2 separate regions of the Rattus norvegicus genome follow, and region 2 is linked to region 1. Evidence: chromatin contacts called from public Hi-C data. All regions are on one chromosome and are shown on one strand. The core of a region is the stretch at or near the end of the contact, and the rest is flanking DNA. Distances in the headings are between cores, read along the strand shown. Region 1 overlaps Prkaa2 (protein kinase AMP-activated catalytic subunit alpha 2). Region 2 holds the start of Prkaa2 (protein kinase AMP-activated catalytic subunit alpha 2).

The links. A called contact is a pair of places that touch in the nucleus more often than the background predicts.
Region 2: a contact with region 1 is called in a Hi-C map of liver, with 2.4 times the contacts expected there. The contact joins the promoter of Prkaa2 here to the enhancer-like site in region 1. A contact is called at or near these places in 5 of 12 Hi-C or Micro-C datasets (frontal cortex, kidney and liver).

Annotation. Positions count from the first base shown.
Region 1 is chr5:125,072,562-125,076,528 of GRCr8, reverse strand. All of the region lies in intron 2 of Prkaa2 (protein kinase AMP-activated catalytic subunit alpha 2), which reads left to right. Among named protein-coding and RNA genes, the nearest start is that of Prkaa2, 34 kb to the left of the region's middle. Within about 2 kb of position 1,653, at least 9 of the 93 cell types and tissues checked have an H3K27ac peak or open chromatin away from gene starts, as enhancers often do. A contact at or near this core is called in kidney and liver, where this site is marked.
Region 2 is chr5:125,105,938-125,110,398 of GRCr8, reverse strand. Prkaa2 (protein kinase AMP-activated catalytic subunit alpha 2) reads left to right here and starts at 2,075. Exons shown (of 9, transcript NM_023991.1): 1 at 2,075-2,175. The coding sequence starts at 2,082.

The DNA.
Region 1 (3,967 bases), core at 404-2,903:
ATAAATACCTTAAGTTAATTTTAGGAAACATCAGTTTCCATGTTCATGTTCAGTTTTAATTCATTACCCCTCTGTCAGTTCTTCAGTGCACATTCTTGGTTTAAAATTAAAGCCTTGATTCAGAGTTGGTACTAGTCACATGATGAGTATAGCCTTGGAGGTTGATTCTTTAGAATTCACTCTGGAGATCACTCAGCATTTGTAATTCTATGTTGGTTCTTTTCTTCTTTTTCCTCTTTCTATTTTTAATTTAAAAGTAATATCAGGCCAGGTGTAACAGTACATTATTGTAATGTTACTTGGTGACCAGGGCAAGAGGGTTGTGAGTTTGAGGTCAACCTGGGATATATAGCAAAACTGGTCTAAAAATGGTAAATACTGAAAGAGCTGTAAGCTAGTTAGTTAAACTGAAAGATAATTTAACTAATTAGATATAGAAAATCTAGATATTAAGGATGCAGTAATCTTCTGTTATGTTTAAAGTTCTATAGAGAATAGATTACCATTCTAGATGCAGAAAATTTCTTTATTGTACTTTAAAGCTAGGATGCAGTTTTTATAAAACAAATGTTAATTTTATTCACTCAAGGAGTACCTGAGGGTAGCCAAGAACTGTGCCGAGCATTCTACATTTATAATCCCATAATTTCATCATGACAAGTCTGTAAGGTAGGCTTACTTTATTGGTAAGAAGACAGCATACCCAACAGGGATAAGCAACTAGAAAAGTTAATTTGTAGCCAGGGTTTTGACCCAGTTATATTTATATATTGTTATTCAAGTATGTAAACAAAGAACAATATGGTTTTTATAAATGCCAAATTAGTTAGTGAATATAGTACTAGAAATCGTAGAAAGAGAGTTAATGTATATCTTGATTCAAATAAGATTGCTGCATAAGAAAGCCTATTTAAGATCAATGTAAAGATATTAATCTTTTAGATTTTGTTTGCTAGTATATTAAAATCAGAATAAATTATATTTAGCCTAAAAATTAGTCAGTGAACAATCTTTTCTTTTTCTTTCTTTCTCTCTCTCTCTTTTAATTTTTGAAAAAGGGTTCTCTGTATAGCCCTAGATTCCCTAGAACTTGAACTGTGTACCAGGCTGGGTTCAAACTCAGATATCCACTTGCCTCTGCCTCCTAAGTGCTGGGATTAAAGGTGTGCACCACCATTGCCTGGCTAGTGATCAATCTTTTATGAAAATCATTTTATCCAATCTACCCTATTCCTTTCCCTCCAGTCCCCCTTCCCCACTTTTCAAGTCCAACTTCAAAGCTCTTTTAAAACCCCCAGTGAGCAATCTTTGAATATCTGTTAATGGGGAGCACCTTGATAACCCTGTGGAGTGCTTTGGTTTATTTGATGATAGTCAGCAGGATAAGAGCCCTCCAATGTCTGTCTTCTCACCTCAAGAACCCGTGAATATTGTCTGTTACATTGGAAAGAGAAACTAAGGTGACTGTTATCTTACGCTGAAAGGGGGGAGATGGTTCTGGATGGCTCGAGAGCCTACGTAGACACCGTGATCCTCAAGACAGGGGAGAAGGAGGAGTCAGAAAGGTCATCTCGAGCAGTTATGGGAGGACTCTGCTGGCTAGTGGAGGCTTACGAGATGGGGAAATGTCTGTGCAACAACACAGGACAGCCTCCAAAGCCAAATCTGCAAAGTGGACTTTGCTCTGGGCGTCTCCAGAGGCACCGAAACCTTGCCAACACCTTAGTTCCTGCGTTAGGCTACTAATCTGCAGAGCTATAACTCAAGCCTGTTCTCTTCAGCCTCTTACCTTTGAAGTATGCAGGCAAAGAAACAGTAACACTGTTCTGGTTAGCTCTTGTCAACTTGACACAAACTGGAGTTTTCTGGGAACAGGGAACCTCAGTTAAGGAATTGCCTCTCAGTTTGGCCTACAGGTATGTCTGTGGGGCATTTTCTTGGTTAATGACTGGCGTTAGAGGGACTAGCCTACTGTGGGCAGTGCCAAGCTGGGGAGACAGTTCTAGGTAAAAAGCAAACTGAAAAAGCCTCGGAGAGTGATCCAGGAAGCAGTGTTCCTTTACTGACTCTGCTTGTGTTCCTGCCCTTACTTGTCTTCATGCTGCACTGTAGTCTGCAAGATGAAGTCAGTCCTTTCCTGCCCATGTTGCTCTAAGTCAGTATTATCACAGCAATCACAGCAACAGAAAATGAAGCTAGAACAAACAGCAAGTTGTGATTTCCCCTCCCAGGACAGGAGAGCCCTCTCTGGCCTGGACCTATTATGTGTACCAGAATAGCCACAAGCTCACAGAGTTCTTCCTGCCTCTGACTCCCAAGTGACAGAATTAAAGAGAGGTGCCACCAAGCCCAGCTTGTGAAATCCCTAAGATGCATGGTTGGTACAATTTACAGGCTTTGAAATATTTAGTTTTTGTTGTTGTACTTTTTGTCAGTGCACTATTGCAAATTAAAATATTTGGTGATGGAGCCCACATAGTGCCATCTTGCCAACATCAAGAATATGCCACCGACTGTTCCTAGTTGGCTAATACTTGGTTTGGTGTGCCATTGGGTGATACAATTGCCATGAAACTTCCAGCTTTGCAGTAAGCTTCAATGCTATATGATACTTTAGGTTCGTTCCATTATAAACATAGAATCACATGGCAATATTTGATTTTAAGACTACCTTTAGTACTAAGTGCTAGAATGTGAATGTAAAAGGTTTGGAGGGTTAGTATACAATACAACCTGTTGAGGATAATGCACCTCTCTTCCCATTTACTCTCTAACTTTTAAATGGCATGCTTCGTAGTGTTATGTAAGAAGTAACTGTTGGCATTGGTAGAATGCCAACACAAAAGCAAGCACTGGCCTCCTGTGAGCTGATTCTATTCTTCCTTGAGCTGACTCCAAGTAGTTTTCAGTAAACTGAAGCAGTTCATTTTTTTTTTTTAATACAGTCTTGCTGTTATAACCTAGGCTGACCTAGATAGAACTACTGTGTAACCCAGTCTGACCTCCCCATCAAACTCACAGTCCTGTGTTTGCTTCCTTAATGCTGTGCTGGTGACATTGTGCCCTTCTTACATCTGACTTGACTCCATATTGGTATTGACTCCAATGGCTTGTAAGCTAAATCTCTTTGGGTTTTGCTGCTTACTAGCTATTATGTATAAGAGGAGAAACCTGAAATGGCCGTACTAAAAGTATCTTGTACCAGAGTGAGGGTAGAGAAGGAACAGATGCCTCTGACTGGGCTTTTAAAAAGCTAGCCCTGGAAGCTCCCATTTGGAGTGTGTGATATAGATTTGTTCTGCCCTTGAAAACATAGATTGCGTTTTATCACTGTTTTAGTTTAATTCTGTTGCTGTGATAAAATACCCTGACAACAAGCAATTTAGGGAGGAAGGGAGTTTACTTGGCCTGTAATTACAGTTATAGTCTATTGCTGAGGGAAAGTCGGGTCAGGAACACATAGTTAATCACACACATTACTTCCACATCAGGAGCAGAGAGGAATGATTGTCTCCTGCTGGCTGCTGGCTGCCAGCCCTTTCCCCTCTTAGACAGTTCAGGAACCAGCGCATAAGATGGTACCACCCACAGCAGGCCAAGTTTTCCTACAACAGTTAACCATTATGACAGCCCAGTCCCCAGCAGACATGTTCATAGTCCAGTCTGATCTAGATAATTCCTCAACTGGGCCTTCCTTCTCAGGTGACTCTGGGTTGTGGCAAATTGTTAATTAAAACTAGGAGCACAGTCAACAAGCAGCTTATTGTAGAATTTAAAACCTGATTTCTCACATTGTAATTTATCAGTGTTTTCTTGTTGCTGTTTCTATAATTTATTAACAATTTTTGTCTCATTCTGACTTAGAGTTAATTATTGTAACATTGTACTAAAATAGCTATAGAACAGCCTCAGAGTTGGTCAGCAAGTAATTAGCGGAGATGAATCAGTGCTTAAAGCTCTTACATTT
Region 2 (4,461 bases), core at 826-3,325, 33 kb before region 1:
GCTTGTTCAGCTTGCTCTCTTATAGAACCCAAGACTAGCAGTCCAGGGACAGCACCACCCACCCTGGGCTGGGTCCTCCCCCTTGATCACTAGTTGAGAAAATGCCTTACAGCTGGGTCTCATGGAGGCATTTCCTCAATGGAGGCTCCTTTTCTGTGATAACTCCAGCCTGTGTCAAGTTGACACACAATACTAGCCAGTACAGTGTTTGTATGTGTTCAGGGAACTGCTATGGAAGTAATGGAGGTATGAAGTTTCATATTCCTGTAACAGGAAGCAAATAATCTTCAGGTATGGAAGGATCGACCAACATTAAGTAAAGCAAGGAGAGAAGGGGGAGGGGGAGGCAGGGAGGAAGAGATTGCTTGATCATAAATTATTTGCCCACTGTTAATACTCTGGTCATGCTTTGGATTCTCTTTACTATTTTTTTACTTTCATCCTCAGTAATCCATTTCTTTAATTTGCACTTTTACATCATTTTTGTTTCCCACAATTCTTTGATCCCTTCTGTGTTTTGCATTTACCTGAACATGTGAATTATTTCCTATATTAGTATTTCTCCTTTGTCCAGTCACACACACACACACACACACACACACACACACACACACACACACACACACACACACACACACAAGTGCTGAAATATACTTAGGGCTCTGTTTGTGATTTATTGAGAAATTTTGTTTAAATTAGTTAGAATCGAGAGTCCTGGAGAGGGTGTCTTTTATCCCTATAACACGATTGTCTATATAACTGAATGAAGAAAAGAAATAGAAGGAGGGACATAATTGCTCCTGGCTACAGTGGATATGCTGGTTTGTCATTTGTCAAATTGACACAAGCTAGGGTTATTTGAAAGGAGGGAACCTCAATTGAGAAAATGCCTCCATAAGATGTAAGCTGTAAGACATTTTCTTAATTAGTGATCAATGGCCCATTGTAGGTAGTGCCATCTTTGGGCTGGTGGTCCTGGGTTCTGTAGAAAACCAGGCTGTACCAGCCCTGATGAGCCAGCCAGTAAGCAGCACCCTCCCGGTGCTAACCCCCCATGGCCTCTGCATCGGGACTGCCTCCAGGTTCCATGTACTGTTTGAGTTCCCATCCTGACTTCCTTCAGAGATGAACAGTGCTGTGGAAGTGTAACAATAATACCTGTCCTCCCCAACTTGTTTTTTGGCTATGGTGTTTTATCACAATGAAAAAAAACCTTAACTAACACAACGAAGAAGGCTTATTGTAGATAAACGAACGTACAGGCAGAAGCAGGGACGTTTAGGAGAGTCCAGGGTGAACATGGGCAGACTGAGCAGGGCTATGTGAGGAGAGAGGGGGAGTGGGAGCAAGAGAGGAGCCAGGCCTAGAGGGGTGGGTGGTCTGGGCTGAGAGATTAGCACAGCCAAAATGGCTGAATAATCTAGGGACCAGGGGACCTGAGGGAAGGGGCTGGAGTCCCTGGGCTGGAGAGTTCGGGGTAGGAGTCGAGGTATGGCAGGCAGGAGGACCCTATCCCAGTTAGGGACTGAGGGATGCTGAGAGAACCTGGCAGCCAGCGTCATCTTTGATATGTTAATGATAGGCGTCTCCTTGGGCAGTTTGTCCAGGGTTTCGACCTAACAATAACGTGACAAGGAACTACAAAATAAGCGTGAGTTCTAAAACAATGGGGTCGCTATCTGAGGAGGGTACGGACTAGAGCGTTCCCAGTCAAATAAACCTTGCCTGGGGGGAGCGTGCCAGGGGCTAGGGAAGGGCCGCCCTCCCCGCCTGGTCCTGCTGTCCTGAGGCACGTCTCATGGTCTGCACCCCCTCACCCCCACTTCTCTTCAGATTCTCCTTTCACCTCGGTCGCTCTCAGACTCATCCCTTCCATCTTCACCGCCGTGGGCTTTCCTCAGGACGCTTCGGGCTCTGCGCCTCCAGCTCGCGTCCACACACGCCGAGCCGCGCTCACCCTACCGCGCCCCAGGCGTCCCCGTCCCGCCCCCCGGGCCCGCTGCACTGTGGGTAGGCGGTGGCGGCGGCGGCAGCGGCGGCGGCGCTTAGAGCCCGCGGCCCGGGGAGGCCGCGCGCCGAACATGGCTGAGAAGCAGAAGCACGACGGGCGTGTGAAGATCGGACACTACGTGCTGGGGGACACCCTGGGCGTCGGCACCTTCGGCAAAGTGAAGAGTGAGTGCAGCGGCGCGGGCGCGGGGCCGGGTGGCAGGTGGAGCGCTCGCAGGCGAGCCCGGGGCACAGGCACCTGGCGCGGCAGCCGGGGCGTGGGTCAGGGGGACCCACGGTCTGAGCTGTGCCTTGGCGGGGGTGTCTGCGAGCACCCTGTCTTTTCTCTACCCGTCAGCTCACTTGTCTGCAGAATTGGGCGACTGGCCCAGTCCAAAGGGCCCCGAAGCGTGGGGAGGATGGGGTAGTCACGGCGCCGCGGATTGGGAGTGGGTCTCCCACTGGTGCCAAGCGCTCTGCCTGGAGCAGCATCTGTGGTCTCACTTAATCCTTTACGTGGCGTAGCCAGGGTGCGGTCCTCACCTTAAAGGTGAGAGAACGCGAGCTCCGAGGCTTCAGCGGCACGCCCAAGGTCACAGAGAATTGGCAGATTCAGGGTGAGGTCTAAAATGTCCTCCAATTTTGGCCTTGCCGATAAGGCCCCTGGCTTCCCCAGATTCTTCCCTGTCCCAGGCCTTTGATGGTGGAGTTGACTAGGGGCATGCCTAGAGCTGAGAGGTGGCGAGTCCCCTCTGCTGGGTGTGTGAAAACGCTGGAATGCAGCTGGTTGGGCAGAGGCTTTAGGGGAACCCCAGCTCTGCAGGTTGATTGGTGTGTGTAAATTGGTTCTAGGAAGACTTCTGGGGTCAGGGTCTGGGAAAAATGTTCCTTGGTAATGGAATTTGGGTCCCCAAGATGTCAGACTTGCTTAGGCAAGGCGTTTGTTTGATGGCAAATTGTGGGTTTTGGGGGGAAAAAAAAACAGGTTGCTTTTGAAATTTCAACTCCACTTACTAGTTAAGTATTAAACTTTGCTTTGTTTTCTTATTAGTTAATAAGAGTCACATGGGTTTGGTTTGATTACCAGCTCTTGTTAAGAAGATACTTGGTAGCGAGTTGAGAATTAAAAGTGAAACGTTAGCTTTTTTTGTTGAATAAATAGTGGGTAAGCAGTCTGGGAATTTTATGCTAAGGCATATTTTTCACATTTTAACCTCCAGTGAAGACTTGAATAGAAGGCAGGGACTCATCATTCCTGCGAGGATTAACTCCTCTCGGTCTATCTAATACCCATTTGTACAATGAGAAACACTGCTTATTGAATGCTCTTACCACATGCGAGTTACTGTTCCAGGCAACAGAGTTCTAGGAAAGCAAAACCTGAGCTTTCTTGGGACTTTTCCGAGAGGGAAATGCAATCAGAATACACGTGAAAAATGTATGCTCCCTCCTACTGAGAAAGGCAACTAGGGGAAGAAAGGATGGGGACTTTAGTTAGGCAGATTATATTAAGGTGGTCACACATGGTCTCACCAAGTGGGTATTTTTGTAAAGACCTAAAATGTTCGTAAAGTTATTTGAAGTCTTATGAAATCGGGATCTTGTAAGAACTGTGGATAGTCGTGAGATGGTCCAGAGATTTGATGGGTGATGTTGACACCATCTTTGCTGAGAACTGCTTTGCTGGATTGGCAGTACAAAGTTATGCAAACGGCTGCTTTGCCATTTAGGGTAAGTTATATAACTTAGCCGTTTATGCTTTCATGTTCTGCTAAATGCTTTTGTTTGCTTTTGAAAAAAAATTTATTGTACTCTCGGTGTAGAGTGCAATACCAACTCTGATTCCTCAAACCATTGTCACGGGATAATTTAAAACTATTTGGTTATATTCTTTGCTTCTAAACCACCAGCTTCCTAAAGTATAAATGGAACTGAAGGGACCTTTGATTTACGAGAAAAATCTTTTTCTTGGAGAACCCTGGTGGAATGAGCTGTTTGGGGGTTTTCCTGATGTTGTTTGATCTTCCCTAAAGAAACACTGTATGGTGTGATAGTTACTATTTATGTCAAATGCACACAAAGAAGACTTAGCTAGGAAGGGAATCTGAATGAAGAGTTACTTAGATCTAATTAGCTCGTGCACATGTTAAAGTGGGAAGCCCCCCCCCCCCAAAAAAAAATTCTGGGCAGCACTGTTCCCTGAGATTGGGTCCTGTACTGTGTAAGTATAGAGGGATGGCTGAGCATGAGCAAACATCCATGCATGTGTTCTCTCTCTCTCTCTCTCTCTCTCTCTCTCTCTCTCTCTCTGTCTCTGTCTCTGTCTCTGTCTCTCCCTCTGTCTCTCTCTCTGTCTCTTTCTCTCTCTGTCTCTGTCTCTCCCTCTGTCTCTTTCTCTCTCTGTCTCTGTCTCTGTCTCTCTGTCTCTCTCCCTCTCTCCCTCTGTCTCTCTCCCTCTGTCTCTCTCCCTCT